Regions from separate parts of the Rattus norvegicus genome. Here region 1 is linked to region 2. The links are chromatin contacts, called in public Hi-C maps. All regions are on one chromosome and are shown on one strand. Each heading gives the region's core, a stretch centred on a gene start, on an enhancer-like site or on the middle of the called end of the contact. The rest is flanking DNA. Distances are from core to core; before and after follow the strand shown. Region 1 overlaps LOC120098276 (a long non-coding RNA gene). Region 2 holds the start of Sema6a (semaphorin 6A).

Evidence for each region. A called contact is a pair of places that touch in the nucleus more often than the background predicts.
Region 1: a Hi-C map of frontal cortex shows a contact between it and region 2, with 2.3 times the contacts expected there. The contact joins the enhancer-like site here to the promoter of Sema6a in region 2. A contact is called at or near these places in 1 of 12 Hi-C or Micro-C datasets (frontal cortex) and 1 of 1 datasets of contacts at active chromatin or transcription factors (oligodendrocytes).

What each region holds. Positions count from the first base shown.
Region 1 is chr18:44,920,476-44,926,807 of GRCr8, reverse strand. All of the region lies in intron 2 of LOC120098276 (a long non-coding RNA gene), which reads right to left. Among named protein-coding and RNA genes, the nearest start is that of Dtwd2, 160 kb to the left of the region's middle. Within about 2 kb of position 3,512, at least 9 of the 93 cell types and tissues checked have an H3K27ac peak or open chromatin away from gene starts, as enhancers often do.
Region 2 is chr18:42,354,858-42,361,077 of GRCr8, reverse strand. Sema6a (semaphorin 6A) reads left to right here and starts at 2,538. Exons shown (of 19, transcript NM_001108430.2): 1 at 2,538-3,468.

The DNA of each region.
Region 1 (6,332 bases), core at 2,263-4,762, 2.6 Mb before region 2:
TTGCAAAGATTCACTTTTCCATATTCTGCTCTGGGAGGTGCCCGTGGGCAGCCTAGAGATCATCCTCCAAGAGACCAGTCCAAGGGGCTGATCCTTGCTGAGGTCCCCGTGCTGCTGAGGTCCCCGTGCTGCTGAGGTCCCCGTGCTGCTGAGGTCCCCGTGCTGCTGAGGTCCCCGTGCTGCTGAGGTCCCCGTGCTGCTGAAGTCCCCATGCTGCTGAGGTCCCGTGCTGCTTTGGTATCTTTTCTTGTCTTTTCCTCCATATCTGTGTCAATCATTGAGACACTGGTGTCTGCTGCTGGAAGTCTGTGACTGGTAAACTGTGTCGTGGATCACATTAAAAATAATCTACCCACTATAAATCATGACTCTTTCACTCACTCTAGCAGGGTCCAGGTAAATGTAAAATCTGGGAGCTGGGTGTAGGGATGCACAACTTTAATCCCAGGATTCAGGAGGCAGAGGCAGGTGGATCTCTGAGCTCCAGGCCAGCTAGGATACATAGTGAGGCACTGACTCAAAAAATAAAAGGTGAAAAGTGAAACAGGGTGATCACTGTATGGGAATGAATGGCCCATTTCAGACTGTAGACTGCAGCAGGTTCATAGGCTGGAGTGCTAACCCTAAGTGCATGATGAGGTGGACTTTTGGGGGCATAGTTAGGTCATCAGAGGAAAGTGCTTTCGAGATGTAGGCTTGATGTTCTTAGGAGTTTCAGAAACCCTAGTGCCCTCTTGCTCTCTTCCTGTGATGTGACAATACAAGGAGTCAACAGCCTCAACTGAGAAGTGCTGTGTCAGAACCACAGATGCTAGCACTTGATCTCACATCTCAGCCACCAGAGCCTCAAGAAATAAATGTTTATAAGCCATCCACTCTGTCACTTTGCTGCAGTAACCAGGAAAAAGTCATGTAGGAGAGCTGGAGCAGCTACCTTGACTGTTACTCAGAAACAACTGTGGCTAGAAGCAGTTTCCAACCCCCTGGCCTACCACAGCCAGGCTTTGGGGGAGGTGAGCCTCATCCCTGGCAGTATAGCTACACTGTAGTCACACTGTCTCTGCCATCAACAAATTGTGTTTTAGGATCTCAGTTCCTGAAGTGCAGATGTCTCAACACAAGTGTTAACTTTGCTGTCTGCTTTGTCTGAGAAAATCAGCTGTGTAAGAAGTAACAGATGTGTGGGGCAGATGTGGACAGCACCTGTCCGGCAGACAGAGCTGGGTTGTTTCTCTTACTCCCCTTTAGTGTTTCAAAAGTCACTAAACTTTTCTGAACTTCAGCCTCATCACCAGGAAAGCGGGGTTTGGGGGGGATGTCCATTTGACTAAAGAAGTAATGTTCATTAAGTCCCCATAATGATGAGGATGACGATGACGATGACGACGACGACGACGATGACGATGATGATAATGTCTTCTAAGCAGAATATATTCTCACTAACATTACAAACAGAAAGCAAGTTGCTCAGTGGACCACTGATTGGCTTCATGAAGCATGCTTTTCCTACAGTATGACCATTTTTCTTTAAAATACATGTCTTTAGTCCCCATAGGGATGCATTTCTTATTCTTCATGACAGATCCCAGAGGATCTGTTCTTGTTCTTGATGACCTAATTATGCCCCCAAAAGTCCACCTCATCATGCACTTAGGGTTAGCACTCCAGCCTATGAACCTGCTGCAGTCTACAGTCTGAAATGGGCCATTCATTCCCATACAGTGAACATAGTTCTGGTCTTTCCCTCAGCGATCTGAGGACATCCTGGTCCTTGTTTAATAGCCATCATGACTCAGTCCAAAGAGGACCAGTAGAGACTCCTTTTGTGCTTCTTTGACGTCAACTCTGAGGGTGTACTTTCCAGGAAGTCAAATGGTTTTCCAATCAGCAGCAAAAGGATTTAGCACAGGGAGATGGGGCCCACATTTCTGCCAAGGGAGAGACAGCTAAACATCCCTTTCTCCACAGGCATTCATGTGTGTCCCGCTGGACTTCACCTCCATGTCAGGCTTTAAGCCCTCCTAACCTGGTTCTCTAATCCTCTCAGCCATGCCCTAGGTGGCTGTCTATCTTTTGTGTGACTGGGATACCGGCAGCAAAAGCAGCATGCTCTTGGTCTGGGCAGGAGGGTTCTACTCTGTGTGGAAGGCTTTTCTTAGTAGGTCACACGAGCTCTTGCTGGGTTTACTTACAATGTAATCTCTACAGAAAACGTAACTGCAACCAACTTTGCTGCTGTGTTTTGGCTCCTGGAAGTATTCCATGAGGAATATAGCAGTCTAAGCTAAGAGGACCTGGGTCCCAAGTTGAGTGGGCATGGTTCCCTTTAGTGTTGAGACAAAGTGGCTGTAAACTGTGGTTTAACCCTGGTTTTGTTTGTGAACTGTCCTGTGCCTGATGTCTCTTGCATGAGTTGAAATGGAAGGGAGTAAAGTTTAGCCACCACTGGTATAGATCTCTGTGTCAGTCACATCTTTCATTCTGATAGGAATCTCAAGCGTTTGGTTGTAAGAAATATTTGTTTGGTTTTTTTTTTTTTTTTCTGGTACAAACAGTTATCCCCAAGAAGTATGGGTGTTTTAAAAGTGAGTTCAAAGGCCACTTCATCTACGATCTCTCTAATGTGCGACAATCTCTACATAACCCATCCGTTCTCTTTCTCTAAGAGGACAATGATTCTATTTTACAATGCACACTTTTCACTGACAAAAATAAGGTCTGATGCAAAGGGCATGTAATACAGTCGCTGAGCACAAGGTGGCACTAGTAGTATTTCTAAGTTTAGGCAATCCACTGCTGCACTTGTTTTGTTAACATTGTATTACAAAGAGGAGTGTGTGTGTGTGTGTGTGTGTGTGTGTGTGTGTGTGTGTGCACATGTATGCTTTTACCCCTACCACTGAAGCCTCTTCCTTCTGTTGTTACAATGAATTCAAAGGCAGGAAGGTTTTGTTTGTTTGAGGTTTGCCTTGTGGACTTAAGGTGCTTGCTGTCTGTCCTTTGAAGCTTTAACACAAACAGGCCCAAATTCTCTGGGAAATGATCCCCTGTTTAGCAGCTGTTCTCCAAGCTTCCTTCACCAACTTGGGACTATTTCAAAGGTGTGGAGCAAGGATGGTATTTGTCTCCTATCCAAGCTCTTTGCTTCTTCGGGCTTTTAATAGTCTTTGTATAGATTTAATATAAAAGGTACCAAGTCACTGCTGCCTTTAAGTAACAAATGGACGGCTTCATGAATAAGTAACCCCGTCCATATAGCTTTAATAGTAAAAGTGCTTACTTAAAAAGATCTTGAAAGCTACAAGAAACTCTGAAGAAATTCTGAAGCCTGTCTGTGGCATCTTCTTTGGCAAAGGTCGGTTTTCCAAAGGAAGTAGTTGAAAGAAATCTTGCTAAGAACTTTCTGAGGCAGTTTATCCATAATGACCTAAATAGCAAGCATCTTAGGCTTTGCGGGACAGAGGGCATTGGCTGTTGCTATGCCCTATGGAATCTGCTGTTTGAGCTTGAGGGCAGCCATAGGTAACACACACATGAATAGATATAGTTTTGTTCCAACAATATTCTACGTACAGAAATAGACTGCAGGCTGGATTGAGCTCATGGTCCACAAATCCCTGACGTAGGGGAAGGGAAACTTTGCTTTTCTCACTCTGATGGAGTCATAACATTTTGGATCCCCTTCTTTTCTAGGCTGTGACCGAGGGTTGTTCAGATGAATGGTTTTCACCCTGCTGGAGTCTCCACTCTTCGAGAAGCAGAAGATAAGGTGTGATTTCTCTTTGTGTCAAGGCAGCAGGACCAGTTACTCGCAACAGTCAATGTGATCCACACTACTCTCTGGTCCTTCGCGGGAAAGCTGTGCTGAGTCTAGCTTAAAGTCACACTTAGCAGACATAGTGACGAATCTCTCCTTTTCTCTTGAAATCAATCGCGCGATACTTGGCTCTGTGTCCACAACCTGCAACTTCTGCTATGTCCAACCTACCACAGAGACCCCCAGTCCCCACTAGTCCATTGCTTATCGAGAGTCTTCACTGCTCAGACACTTAGATGTGCCCACAGGTCAAATGGCTGTTCACATTTTAAATGTTTATACACAGAGTCTGTATATGTCTAATAGTGGATGGGTATAGATAGGAGCCGACCAGCAGTGTGGTGCTGCTGGGCATTGACCTCAGATGTTATTCCGTCTACTATTTATGACACTTGCCCACTTTCTTAAAAAGCAAACTCTGATTCACTCAGTAAATCTCAAGTTTGTCACTGAGGATTTTAAATCCATCTGTAGATAGTGTAGATGCTGCTTGCCTATGTGACTCCTTAGGGCTTATAGTAGACACTTAGAATGCCTTTCTTCACAGAGTGACACTGGCTCCATGATTCCTGTTTTTACGGAAGATAGCTACGTTTAGAGAGATGAAATGCAGTGGGCTACTGTAGGATGATGTCATATGTGTGAAGGCAGGTACAAGATAGAACAAGGCCTGTCATTGGACGAGAAGGAAGGATGGGCAGGAGAAAAGTTTTAGAGAGAGGAGGAGACTGGAACAGGAGGAGAGAAGCAGTGGAGAGAATATGGAGGCTGACATTAAGATTCCTCTCTGCACCTTTACAGGTTGTTATGAATGTTCTTAACGGATGGATGCGTAAAGGGCTTCTTTGTGTGTCTAGGTGGGCAATTATATATTATCAATTGGTTGTAAGTTAATTGTGTGAATGCATTGTGCACTGAGCATTTAACGTATAAATCTGGTTGTTTGGTTCCAGCTTGCTGAGTAATGATTTCACTGAGTGTTGGGAGTGTGAACAGAGTTTGTGACAGTAAGCCATGCTAGTCTATAGAATGCTTGGGGCTAGCATGGTGTGGGACCATGCTAGCCAGCCCGCAGAATGATATGTGAGTCTCAGGCGTGGTAACAACCGCCAAGGGGACCGTGTGTGAAAGCAGTAACAGAGAAACTGCCAGAGCACCCGGATCTTGGAAGTGGGAACTCGCAGGAACCGGGACAAGTGTCATCATTTTTATAATTTTACAGCAACAGACTACCAAGAATGAAACGTGTGCCACTAACCAAGGGCTCATCTGAGATTTCGGACCACTTTCCGTATTCCATGGATAGCATTTTAACCTCAAAGTCAGCTTTCCTGATGATGTCAGCAGCCCTGCTCTCAACTTTGCTACATCTAAATGAGCAGTGGTTTTGATTGCAGCCCGTCAAACAAATGTGAGCGTAAAGGAGGCTGTGAAACCCTGAAGCCCCGCCTCTCTGAAGCTCCGCCTCTTCCTTCTCTCACATACTCCTCATTTCCTCTGTTTGCTTTTGTGTTTTGCTTGGAGAGTCTCCAAATTGTCATTTGTATGGGCAAACATTGAGAATGAACATGTTTAGCAGGAAATGGAATTTCAAAACATGATCTTGCAGCACTAACTTCTGGGAAACGTACTTAAATAAACCAACTACATGGCTTTCTGCATCATTTTGGAGCCCCACTCTAGTCAGGCTTTATGTGCGTATGTAGAGGTTTCTGTCACTGGGTCTGAAATTCTGAATTCTGCACCCCTGAGAGCAGTTGCTGGTTATCAGGAGCCTTCAGCTCTGCTTATCAGTTCTAATGATCTGGACTACAGCAAGGAACGGACAAAGAAGCAAGTTAATCACAGGAGCTTAGCTTCCTGGGTTGCTTACTGTGAAGACTTTTAGAAGACAAATCTGTTAAAAGATTTACCCCACAGAGTACGTTAAACCTGACGCTATTCACTCATCGGTTTTTCAGTAACTTGCCTCGCTTTGATGTCTGTGCTGTCATTCCATAATTTTCCTTCTGACAAACCCGTTTCCCTTTGAATTAATTTGTAGTTTATGAAAGCAGGTATGTAGCCATCATCTCTTATTTCTTCAAATAATATTTTTTATTTGCCCTTTGAACATTTTATACACATATGCATCATGTCTTAATATTACACAGACTCCAGTTTCCTCCAGACATACTAACTTCTCTCCCTCTTGACTTCATGTCCTCTTTAAAAAAAAAAATTGCAATTAATAGTCCCTGAGTCAATACAGCTTTTCCCCTTTAGGTAGAGGCAGGATAGTCCTATGTAGCCCAGGCTGTTTTTTGTACTCAGATGTTCTATTTCTGCCTTCCAAGTACTAGGACGATGGGTTGATGCTACCACATCTGGGACTATCATTTTCATATTATGTCTAGGAGTAATTTTAAGAATAAAAATATTTGAGGAGGAAAGGGAAAAGAAGATGGGATTTTTTTACAAAGATTTTTATAAAAATGATTTTATCTTAGGTCGGTACTTTTTCATAGATGAGAGC
Region 2 (6,220 bases), core at 1,289-3,788:
TCTTGACAGGAAGTCACCTCTTTCCTCTGGGCCTCCATCTGACCCCTATAAAATGTGACCTAAGGACTCATGTGGACGATGACAGATATGCTTGTTAATGCTTACTAGGCAGTGAGTGTCCTAGATTCTCTGTTCATACTGGCTAGTCCACAACATTCCTGAGAGGGGAGTAAATTAGGAACCCCTGGGACAGGTAAGTCAACTGTGGCTCCAGAAAGATGTGATTTGCCCGGGATAACCAGCTAATATGTTATCTAACCCCTGGTGGCCTCCTGAAACTTTCCACCGTGCTACTAAACTATAAAATGAGCTGTTTTCTGCTTTTTGTTTTTTTAATTCTAACGTTCTGTGTGGGTTTTGTTTTGTTTTGTTTTGTTTTTTACTTTCATTGGCTCTTTCTCTTGACTATCAGGGTAAATTGCAGACTCTAAGAGCTTTGGAGGGGCAGAGCTGTTGTTGAAAAGTTAAATCTGGCTTTTGGTAGAGTCTGAGACAGTGAAGGGGAACCGGCATCATGAAGTTTCTATGGTTGGCTTTTCCTGGTTCCTAGAGCATCTTTTCTCTGGCAGGTGTAAAGTAGCATCACGTGGTAAGAACATCGGGCGAGTAATTGGATAGTGAGCCCTTAGGATCTAATAATTGCCAGGAAGATTCTGGGTGGTATTTCTTTATGGTCAAAAGCACGTTCAAATTCTTTCCCTCTTGTATCCCACGATTTTTAAATTAGGTAAATTTAATCTCTCTCCTCATGGCTCGGTGTTACTACAAGTTAAACATGCGAGTATTAATATTGAAAATAATTACCCTTTAAACAATATCTTGAAACACGATGTGGGGCACTTCCAATATATCCATAAAGCAAACAAGACAGCTTAATTGTTTGTTTCTCCAAGGGAAGGAGCTAAACCGGAATTAATTTGGTTCTGTCTGTGAAACAATTCGTTTGCTCTGCCTAATTCTGCCAATTAAAGAACTTTTCCCAGACATAATTAGCATGTAAATCAGGCGTGGGTAGCGAAGAGGGAGCGTTGGCCACCAGCACGGGGTGGAGATGCGGGACGAAGAACCGATTGCCCCTGAGTCTGTCCATCTTTAGCCTAAATCTGGGTGTTAGAGAAGTCTCCGCCAAGAGAGCTTTTCCCACAAAGCCCCAGAGTTAGGAGGACGACACTTGGAGACAGCCCTCACCCAAGCCTCCAAAGCCTGAACAAGACAGTCACCTCCCATCCTCAATATTCCAGAGTCGCGCCCAGAGCCTCAGGCGCTGCGCGCGCACCTAGGGCCGCGCCCCCAACCACGGCGGATCTGTATCAGCTTTTGCTGGTCTGGGAAGGGTGGGGATAGCAGCCCCTGCTGGTAGTTTAGGAGAACAGCAGAATTGATTTTCCCATTTAATCATTCGGCCCACCCTTTCCCCAGGTGGTTTTGTTAGAGGAAAAAAGCCCAAGGGCGGGGGAGATGTTGAGGACGTTGTCACGTAGTCGTTTTTCTTTCCTGAGCACTCATGAGCAGATTTTTGCACACACAAGAACGCAAAGCAGGGAACGCGGACTTAGTGGCATCAAGCCCCAAATTGGGGAATAGGTACAATTTCTAATATGAAGCTTCTCAGCCAACCTGGGTCTGAGACTCCGATCCTCCTCCCCTCTGGCTTTTCTCCGCTGACCTAACGTGCAGTACAGATTGCTCCGGGAAATGCTCGGCCACCCGGCGTTACTTTCTTTGAAAGCTGTGGCCTCGGTGGGCACCATCTGCGAGACCTACTCTGGTAGCAGCAGCCCTGGCGCGCAGTTGTTTGCGGGGCGCAGCCGGCGCGGCCGCGAGAGCGCCGCGGCTGGGGGAGGGGACTGTGGTGCGGCCTGACTAGTTGGCACAAGCCCGTAACTGCAAGACTTCTTGCCTATTGTAAGTCCAAGCAGCGGAGAGAGGCCGTGCCTGCCATTCTTCATGCTTCATAACAATAGAACCTTGGAAATGGTTGCGATTTCCCTTTTCCAAGAAGCTGTTGGACTCCCTTTGGTATTGTTTGAGTCTTATTTCTAAAGTTTACTCATTTCTAAGAACAATCCTCACTGCGGACTTTGAAACTAAGATAGTTTAAAACAGATCGCTGTCTTTAACCACGTTCTCAGCACAGTAGTTTATGTGCTTATTTAGCGAATGTTATGACCGAGTGTGTGTAGGAACTATTTTTAACCACATCGTCTTGTATCTAATTCATCTGGGTAGGAAGAGGGTCCATCACTTCCAGAACCAACCTCCTCATACAGTAATCAGAAATAGAAAGATTCGCCGACTCTTTTTAAAACTTTTCCATTTAAGAAAATCGATGGAGAAACTCTTGTAACTCGCTCCTCACCAAGTCTATTTTTATTTATTTTTCTGATTTGGCAGGGCTCAGCAATGCTGTCTGGGATATCTTTTCTTTTTCTTCTCCCCCCCCCACTCCCCCGCTAGAGCAGCTGTGGGGGTGGGGAGACAGGGGCTGGGCTTCTCCTAGAGTCGCCCCGCTGGGACCTCCCGGGTGAGCGCCCCGGGGGAGGGAAGTTGAAGTGATAGGAAGCCCGGCTGTCGACTCGGCCCAAAGCTCCACCTGCAGCCGCACCGCAGCAGGTCTCCTCTTCCTTTGGCTTGCGCTCGCGCTCTCTGCCTCCCTCTCCCTCTCCCTCCCTCGCACACACATCACAGCTCTCCTTAGGGTCGGAGGAGACGCCAGCCCAGGGAGGCGGGGTTGCTGGAGGAGAGTCCGCTCTGCGCAATCCAGTCCGGGACTTGGCTCCGCCCGGAGCGTCGGCCTCTCCAGTGACACAGGAGTAGTGAGCCGCGCGGGGTGAGGCTGCAGCCAACTCCGCTCCCCACGCACTCGGCTGCCTAGGCGCTCGGGACGCGGCAGAGGCGCTTTTCCGCGGTGCCGACTGCCCGAGATGCCCGCCTAGGAGCGTGCGGCCGCGGCCAGCGTCGCCACACCCGGGACACTGCACTCGGGGTTGCAGAGCCGCCCAGAGCCCTGCACCTCTGCCTCAACCCCTACCCCGCCCCCCGCCCTGAAATGACTAGTTAATGGGCGCTGGCACAGCTGAGGGGACTCAGAAGTGAATCCAAGTGGAATTTGGATTTGGAAAAAGAGTTTCTTGAGCATTTACCCTGGTCCTCGCTGGTTTTCTTCCTTTTCTGTTTTCCCCCCTTTTCTTTTCAGTTTTTTTATTTTTAAAATTCTTTTTGGCCTTCCTCTCACCTCCTCTTCTGTCATTGGAGATGAACACAGCTCGCTTGCATCCCAGAAAGTAATCGCCGTGACTGTTGCCCCCAAAGAGACAAGCACACATGTAGGAATGACAAAGGCTTGCGAAGGAAAGAGCGCAGCTCAAGGCCCAGAGAGATCTTCTCGATAATGGATTACTAAATGGGATACACGCCGTGCCAGTCCGCTCCGAGCCGCGGCCGCCTGCCCGTCGATGCACCGAAAAGGTATGGCTATGGCATCCCTGGCGCCCCATCTCCTGGATCCAGGCTGGGGTGAGGGTCCCGGGGTTACCCCGGGTGCGCTTTGTAGTGCTTGTGTTTGATTCGGTCTCACGGCTCTGCCTCCTGAGCGTTGTCCCTTTCTTGGGGGAGTAGCCCCGAGTCTTGCCTTCAGCTCTTTTCAGTCCTGAACCCCAGAGACCCCGGGCTCCATGTCAGGAGCTTCCTCACCCGCGTCGCGCACACCACCGGCGCCGCCCCGGACCGAGACCGAGCGGGTGGCTGTCCTACCCAGTGGGGTGTGCGTGTGTGTGTGTGTGTGTGTGTGTGTGTGTGTGTGTGTGTATTACCCGAGTCTACGAGCTCACTCTTGGGCCAGTAAGGAGGAGAGCGGCCCTGGAGGGTGGGATTCTCTAAAGCGCCTGGTCCTGGTGGCGATTGCTGGGGAAGGGGAAAGGGTTCTGCCTTCGAGGGATAAAAAGGGTTGGGGAGTACTCGGCTTTTTGTGTCCAGCCACAGGTTTAGGCTCTGATGTGGGAGAAATGGTTGTGCGGACACGGTGGAGAGGAGATGAGGATCTTTTGTTATCAGTGCGGGGTCTGGGCTGGGCTTGGTTGAGTGCGTGAAACTTGTAATGGCCCTGAGCATCTGCGCGCCCTGTCTCTTGGTGGGATCCACTCTCCAGTCGCTGCTGGCACCAGAGGTTCCGGGCTTTGTTTGCAGGAGAAAGTGCCTAGGAGCAGTGTCTTCCTACCGCGCGGCGCCCCCGCCCTATGTCCTGTCCCCTGCCTCAGCTCCCACTCGAGCAGGGCACCATTTGTCGCAGCTGCGTCTCTCTCTCTCTCTCTCTCTCTCTCTCTCTCTCTCTCTCTCTCTCTCTCTCTCTCTCTCTCTCTCTATCTCTCTCGCACTAGCTCTCCAAGCTAGGGCTGGCCCCTGCTGCGCCCTCCTCCAAGACCTGTGCGGTCCCTCTGGAGAAAAGATGAACCCCGGGAGAGGGAAGGGTGGGGAGACCTGGTAAGAGATAGATAGCTCTGGGCTTGCCACTCTGATGTAGGCTCGGCTGGGCTGCAGATTGTGGGTGTCCTGCTTGCTGTGTCCTGGAGCTCTGCCTCTGGGGCTGTGGGGAGCCTGAAGCAAGCTGGGCAGTTCCTTCTTAGCGACCCTCGGTGGATAGTGTCACTTCCCCCCGTTTGCCGCGTTTTACTTAGCTCCCCACGGAGGGAGACAGTGTTTGAAGCAGGATCTGAGGTCTCCCGCGGGCTGTACAGAACCAGGCTACTGTCCTGGTACTGCGTGTGTCAGGGAGAGAAACCGGACCCCGACATTTTTTTCCCGCTCGCTCGCCGCTCCTTTCCCAGCGCCTCCTCCCTTTTACAGTGCAGAGCCCCTGTACCAGGCGCTTCTGGAAAGTTTCTGTGATAGCTTAAGACTCCTGGAAACAACCAGACGAGGGCTCAGCGTGTTCATTCTGACCCCGAACGACTGAGCGGACAGCTGGGATGTGAGCAGGAGCTAGACGCCTGCCCACTGGAGGGAGGATGGTACCTCCTGGCCCGCCGCACTTGCTGGACCAGGTTCTCCAGCAACTGGAGAAGGGCCGTGGCGGGGGTGGGGGGTGGGGGAGCGGTGTTGGGACGTATTAAATTCACGATGTTAGTGTGACCACAAGTGGCGGACAGAAGCTACTGTGAGGGCGCGTGTGGACACTGGCTCTAGCTCGCTGGCTCACGAGTTTCTGGCTCCAAGCGCAGCATCCCGAACCCCCTGCGCCAGGCGCAAAGCATTGCCGCTCGCACAGGGCCAGGTGTTTGTGAAGTGGAAGAAAGAGGAACGATTGGAGGCGCTGTCCTCCTAGCCTGGGCAAGCGTTTCCAGGGCAAGCGTTTCCAGGGCTGGCCTCCAGCCTGTGGAGAAGTGGGCAGTCCTGCCGGCCATTCCGCCACAGTCGGTGCAGAGCAATTGTGGCTGCCTTGAGTGTGGTGACCAAGCAAAGCCACAGAGGGATCTGTCCCTGTTTACTCTGGATGAAAATCGAGTTACTACTGAATGGAATCCTTGAAAGGCTTAAAATAGGTTGAAACCTGGACACACACACACACACACACACACACACACACACACCACAGAGTATTCATAACTTTTCTTGCAATTTAATTCCGTTGTAGTCTCAGAAAAGGCTATCGTTTAAGGACTCCTCACCTCTGGTTTTCATGCTTTTTTTGAGTAAGGAGGTTTTTGCCATGTTTATTCTTAATCCTGGTGATTTGGGCCTTCCTTCCCCTGGCGGACTTATATTTTGGCGTCAAATCCACCATCTGCTACTGTGATGGCAGGAGTTAGTGGTTTCAGATACATTAATTCTTTATTTAGCTCCATCCCCACCCCACCCCCTGTAGAGACTCCTGTACTGGATTTTTTTTTTTTTTTTGAATGAAATACCAGACTTTTTTTTGCTCCTTACCCGAACAGCTACCAGAAGTCAAGATAGCAAGCGTTTTGTATGGTTTATAAACTCCACGTTTAGTCTTCCACAATAAACTTTTATTAAACTACTCCAGGCACCAAAGGTAATTATTAACCTAACCTTAAATACAGTGGCAGATCTGTGTCTCCCTCTCTCAACCTAAACTGTCTGTTAAAACTTAATTGCCTTAGCTGTTTGTATTAGGGTTACCCATTTCTGTTTACATAGTAACTCTTGGAATCTTCAGTAACCCAGACTTTGGCTTCATTCTTGAATGAAGGCTAATCTAAGC